Regions from separate parts of the Mus musculus genome. Here region 1 is linked to region 2. A link is a contact called in public Hi-C data. All regions are on one chromosome and are shown on one strand. The core of a region is the stretch at or near the end of the contact, and the rest is flanking DNA. Distances in the headings are between cores, read along the strand shown. Region 1 overlaps Ptprk (protein tyrosine phosphatase, receptor type, K). Region 2 overlaps Ptprk (protein tyrosine phosphatase, receptor type, K).

Region 1 (2,700 bases), core at 137-2,636, 360 kb before region 2:
CTCTTCCCTCCTCCCAAAATTAACCACAAAAAAAGTGACATCCCATTTTGCCCTTCAGCATAATGGTGGGCTTAGCATACAACGCACTATTCTTCCACTCCTTCTAGAAATTGATCAAAGACACTGGACTGCACCAATCCCATATCTGGGGAAAAGAGACTTCTGAGTTATTATACAAAAAAGCTAGAGTGGACAAGAAACTTCAAAGGTGATCACAGCCGTTGAAGCACTTTAGCACACAGCTTGATTTCATAAAACACAAATGCCTGGCTGCGTGCTTGCTTCGGGGTGCTAGAAGAAAGATAAGGGCTATGGAGCCAGTGATTCCTAGTCCATTTCCTTTTCTGAAGCCGCCATTTATTCTGCGCTTTCATGCATGATTAACAGCTTGCGGATCCTTCACAAATAATCAATAGCTGTGAGGTTTTATATTAGGTTTAGAGATTAGACAGCCTTGATTATAAATTTTATCGATTTGTACAGCTTAGCTGCAGAAATCCCTCGACATTTTCAAAGATTAAATTAAAACTAGATATATGGCCTGCACACACTAGAAACGTTCGCTTGTTTATAGGATCTGACCTCTTTATACTCATTCCTCCAGATGAATAAAACTTATCTAGCTCACCAAAACATGAATCAGTGTGTCAACAAGCATCAATCTGAGATAGTAAACACAGAGAAAATGTGACAAAAAGAATTGCAAAATTGCTCACAAATCTGCTTGAGACTGTAATTAATACAGGCAACCTGCAAGCATTAATTGCTTCAGCTCATTTGTAAATTAGGAAATTGACAGTGAGAAGAATAATGAACTCTTTAACTTCTACCTGGCAGATCCGAGCCCATGTTAAAACTGAAGATTCATGGTCTCTTGAAATACTGGAAGGATAACATTGCTTTAAAGTAACTATGGTTATCTTAAAGATAATAAATAATGAACTGATTATTAAATCTGTAAGCAAAGCTGTTTCGTAATACAGTTACCTCAAAAACCAATGTAACACTGCTGTATTATCTATGTCCAGTATCTTAAATTCTGATGCAATGTAGAACAAACATTAGTAACTATTAGGCGAGGCTAATATTTTCAACTAACTCTAAAAGTTTACTTTCCCACCTGTACGGTACAATTACCATTTTAATTTTTTCCTTGAAAAATAAGTATTTTTCAACAGTTAAACAAATTATATCTTGTATCTAGATAAGGGTCTTTATATGATGTTGTATATACCAGAAATATCATATCACGATGGAGTATACAACCTCCAGTGACTACCTACTAAGCCAGGGGAAAAGAGTCTTCGGGCTCCCTTCCACCCCACACATAGTGATGGTGGCCTTTCTCCTCAGGTCTGACTTTTGCTCACACTGTGTGAACATAACAGACTCCTCTCTTGCCTAAAGCAGGGCATTCAATCTTGCACTTCTCTGCCTGGAAAGTATTCTACTATCCACTTGACTCAGTTGTCAGGACGACATTCAAATGCCTCTCTGATGAAGGTGGTTTTCTTGACCACCTTGTTTAAAATCCATTATCCATTTACCTTTATGGTTTTTTTTCTTCTCCTGTGGAGTTTTTACCATCTAAAATCATACACTTTTTACTTACTTATGTTCATCATTTGTATCCCCTGAACCACCATGCCTTGGGCTGGAAAACACTTGGCTGAAGGAATGCATGACTTTTGGCTACCAGCAAGTTCCTGAAACATGAGATTCCCAATGTTTGCTGTTTGGATGTTTTTCTTACTAACATTAAAAACTACCTATAAAAACTATATCTGAATTTAGTTATGGGATGAAAAAACCTGAGAGGCCATTTTCTTAGAGCAGTCAATATGGGGCTGAGAAGCAGGATGAAGATTCCAAGGTGAGCAACAAGATGGTAAGCTCCTGGGAGACACAGATTGGCAGGAAAGGACTGGCTGGGCACCCCTGTCCCCCACTAGAAACAACGGTGGAAAACAAAGGAAAGGAAGAAGGATACACTTAAGATGGGCATTTGAAAAGAGTTTAGACACTTCCTCATGGCACATGTTATGAACAGCCTTTTGTTTTTTGTTTTTGTTTTAACCTTCAAGTATTTTCATTTTTAATTATCAGTGAGAAAATAAGATTCACCAGAACAAGAAACCAGTCAACATAACAACTTGAAGCAATTTTCCCTTTAAAGGAAGTATCAGGAAATCATAGGGATATGAACATAATACTTATCAAAATCGACTTCTTCAAGGTAGAAAGAAAAAGTGCTGGAAGTCAGTGGATGGTACGTTCAGAATATGGGAAGAATTGCTATCTTAGATTACTTGATAATCTAGCTCAGAAATGAGATGTTCTACATAAACTGAGCTTAATTTATAAACAATTGGTTTTTAGGTCACATTGTAGAACAGATGGTGCCATTAAATGCACATTAAATTTCTTTTTCTTTGGCACAGAGACTTAAAAGTTAGTTCTCTAATTGGAGCCTGCATCATTACTGTTTACCAGGAGTTTACTGTCAATCAAGCTCTCTTACTCCTGGGGTCATTTCCCATTGGTTGTTGCATGTAGGTTTTACCAGCCTGCTTATGATTGTGGCACAGTACAAGTGTCCTCACTTTTATGTGTTAGTACATATTACATATATCCTAAAATAACTAGGGTAGTGATGCTGGTTGTCAAAGATCTTCACTGGTTAAAACAAAAACAAAACAA
Region 2 (2,800 bases), core at 117-2,616:
TGAGGAAGGGTAATCAAGATTGCCACTCCTACCATGACAAACACAAGGTTAGTTATCAACTGAGAAAGATAACACCTCAAAGGAAAAAAAAACTGAAGACAAGGTAGCTCTAAGCCACAGCCCTCCTACAGACACAATGGTATTTGGTTAATCATTTATGATATTGCCACAAGTCCATTGTCAAAATTAGAGATGACCAGATTCTATTTCACAGGCAGTTAAGGTTTAACCTCGGAGTTTGGGGGGCTTTTGTTCTTTTTGTTTGTTTTTAATGTATATACAAGCCATGGCAAAATACTGCTTAATAGTTTGATCGTGACAGGGAGTTTAGGGAATATACGACATGAAAGTGAACCATCATTTTTTAAGTAAATTTAATTTTACTATGACTGGCTATGTGCGGTGCCAAAATAATAATAATAATAATAATAATAATAATAATAATAAATTAAAAAGAAAGAAAGAAAAGAAAAAGAAACCTACCTAAGTAAGACTGAAATACGTACTTGCATCTTGGTTTGAAATGAATAAACCTCAAAGTCACATTTCAATCAAGCAAACATCAATGAGAGTCATGCATTTAAAAGCCTTGCCTTCCTCTTCTGGCTGATGTCACTTTATGCCACTCATATTTTATTCCATCATTCCTCCCTTTATCCTCTTAATATTAATAGATCCATACAGTGCAAGCCCTGTTCTCTTCATCTCGGTCTGAGTTTAAGCAACCTCTCATCAAAGCTGCAACCTCAAAGGTTGGAGTTTTATTTACTCTCCCTCCTTACCATGGTAAGCAGCTAACATAGATCCCTCAAAGTCACATAGTCACGGCAGGAAGACGACTGGGGTGCCTGGGAACCACCTTAAAAATCTGAATTGCAGGAAAAATGTAAATGAACATGGTCTTTATATTTCGAAACATTCTGTCCTCACCCTCGCCGTACGCTATATGTTAGGAAACATGTTGATTAATGTATGTCCCCTACAGAATTCTTCTCATGAACAAGTCTGAATGATTTGTGATCAATAAACTGTTTCTAACCATGGTTTTAAAGAACATAAAAATGGCTCATTACTGAGGGAATTAAATAAATCTCAGGGACCTGTAATGGTCCTTTCAGTTTAACACACTCCTCTCATCAACAGTTCAAAAGACAAATCTAAGCGGTGCTTCCAGTCCCAGCTTGCTGGCTTTCAAACTGTGACCAATTTGTAGCTTCAAACAAGTGGCCTTTCCAACCTGAAGAGCTTGGGGACCTGCATATAAAGAGATGTATAAAGAGAGACTTCCGGTCTTGGAAGTATGCTGGCTTTCATTGCCCATTTACACTAACCAGCTCCCTTGATCCACGGAAGAAACATTTACTCAGTTCAATAAACAACACTTGGCCAGGAGCCCTTCCTTTGCCTCATTTGTATCCCGACACCCTCCCGACACCCTCCTGCACTTGTAGCAAGACCAGGCTAAGGGGTTGCTGAAGACCGCAGGCATCCCTGCAGCCCGTCATTTAAATGCTGGGAAATAGCTCCGTATGATAATGGCCAGAACTCTCTGCCTTCAAGATGCATTCTGAATTATGAAGTGATGCCAAATGCAAATATAATTGCCATATCCTTGAGTTAGGACAAAGAGGGACTATAAATTGCACATACTATATCAAAATGTTTCACTACATGCCTAGATAGAAATAGGTAGGTTTTCTTTGTTTTAATTTTTGAAATATTTTGTTATGTTAAAAAGCAATGGTAGTTTGAAGACAAATGTGACTGGTGAGCTCCATTCGGTCTATCCATGGGACATCTGCCTGCTGCTGTTAGTTTGTCAGGTGTGGCACCGAAAGAAAAGGGGGACATAAGAAGAAAGAAGCTCCCTTTACTTCTCCTATATCCTGTCACAACCAAGAAATGAAATGATATATAAATGTTCTCCTGGAGTTATCCCCACTACTAAAAAGCATTGACTTGTAGATCTCTAGACCTGGAAATACTAGAAGAGCCTTAAGCCACCTTCCCGAGTTAAAGCTGATAGTCAATTAGTATTTGGCGAAGCCAAGCAGCAAGTCTTTGCAATGAGAATACCTTACATTTCTATCAGCCTTTTCCAGTTCAAAAAGTATGTTCTGCGTAAAGCACGTACGTGACTTGCGCCTAAGCATTCAATTCAGAGATACACAAAGGTGGGAGGCATTATTATTGCTATGACTTGATCTTAGGGTCTTCAAACACTAATTGACTAGCTGTTTTTTTTTTTTAAGAAAGTTGTGATATTTAAAGTATTCCCAAACCCAAAAAGTCATTGCTAAACTGAGCAAGCATCCTGTGCTTTTTATGGTCCACTGACATGCCACAATACAATGGAGCATACAGACTATGATGTCTATGACCAGTTACCTCCTGGGATTGTAGTAAGCATTGGGTGGAAGAGTGCCACAGCGCTCCCACATTAGGGATAGCCACGGTTAACTCTTCATTCCACACTCTTGCCCAGTATACAGACATAAGACAGATTTCTGCACTCAATTAAAATTTCACACAGCAATGCTTGCCCTCTAGAAGGGGCACAGTTAGGCTATTTTTACTATTTTTGGGATATTCTTTTCTAGTACTTTCCCCGACTGAATTGAGTCCAACATTAACAAAAAGTAATTTCCAGGGAATCTGAAGCTACCAAGCTGAGGGCCATAAAGCACTAGACTAGTGCTAGACTCAAAGAATCAAAGAAACATAAAAAGATATATATATATGTATATATATATATAATATTAGCAGACCCAAAGCATAAAAACAGAATGTAATATTGTAA

The links. A called contact is a pair of places that touch in the nucleus more often than the background predicts.
Region 1: a Hi-C map of liver shows a contact between it and region 2, with 2.1 times the contacts expected there. The contact joins two enhancer-like sites. A contact is called at or near these places in 1 of 484 Hi-C or Micro-C datasets (liver) and 1 of 115 datasets of contacts at active chromatin or transcription factors (hepatocytes).

The regions. Positions count from the first base shown.
Region 1 is chr10:28,452,912-28,455,611 of GRCm38.p6, reverse strand. The region is part of intron 7 of Ptprk (protein tyrosine phosphatase, receptor type, K); the gene reads right to left. Among named protein-coding and RNA genes, the nearest start is that of Themis, 210 kb to the left of the region's middle. Within about 2 kb of position 1,386, at least 2 of the 459 cell types and tissues checked have an H3K27ac peak or open chromatin away from gene starts, as enhancers often do. A contact at or near this core is called in liver, where this site is marked.
Region 2 is chr10:28,096,402-28,099,201 of GRCm38.p6, reverse strand. All of the region lies in intron 1 of Ptprk (protein tyrosine phosphatase, receptor type, K), which reads right to left. Among named protein-coding and RNA genes, the nearest start is that of Ptprk, 23 kb to the right of the region's middle. Within about 2 kb of position 1,366, at least 18 of the 459 cell types and tissues checked have an H3K27ac peak or open chromatin away from gene starts, as enhancers often do. A contact at or near this core is called in liver, where this site is marked.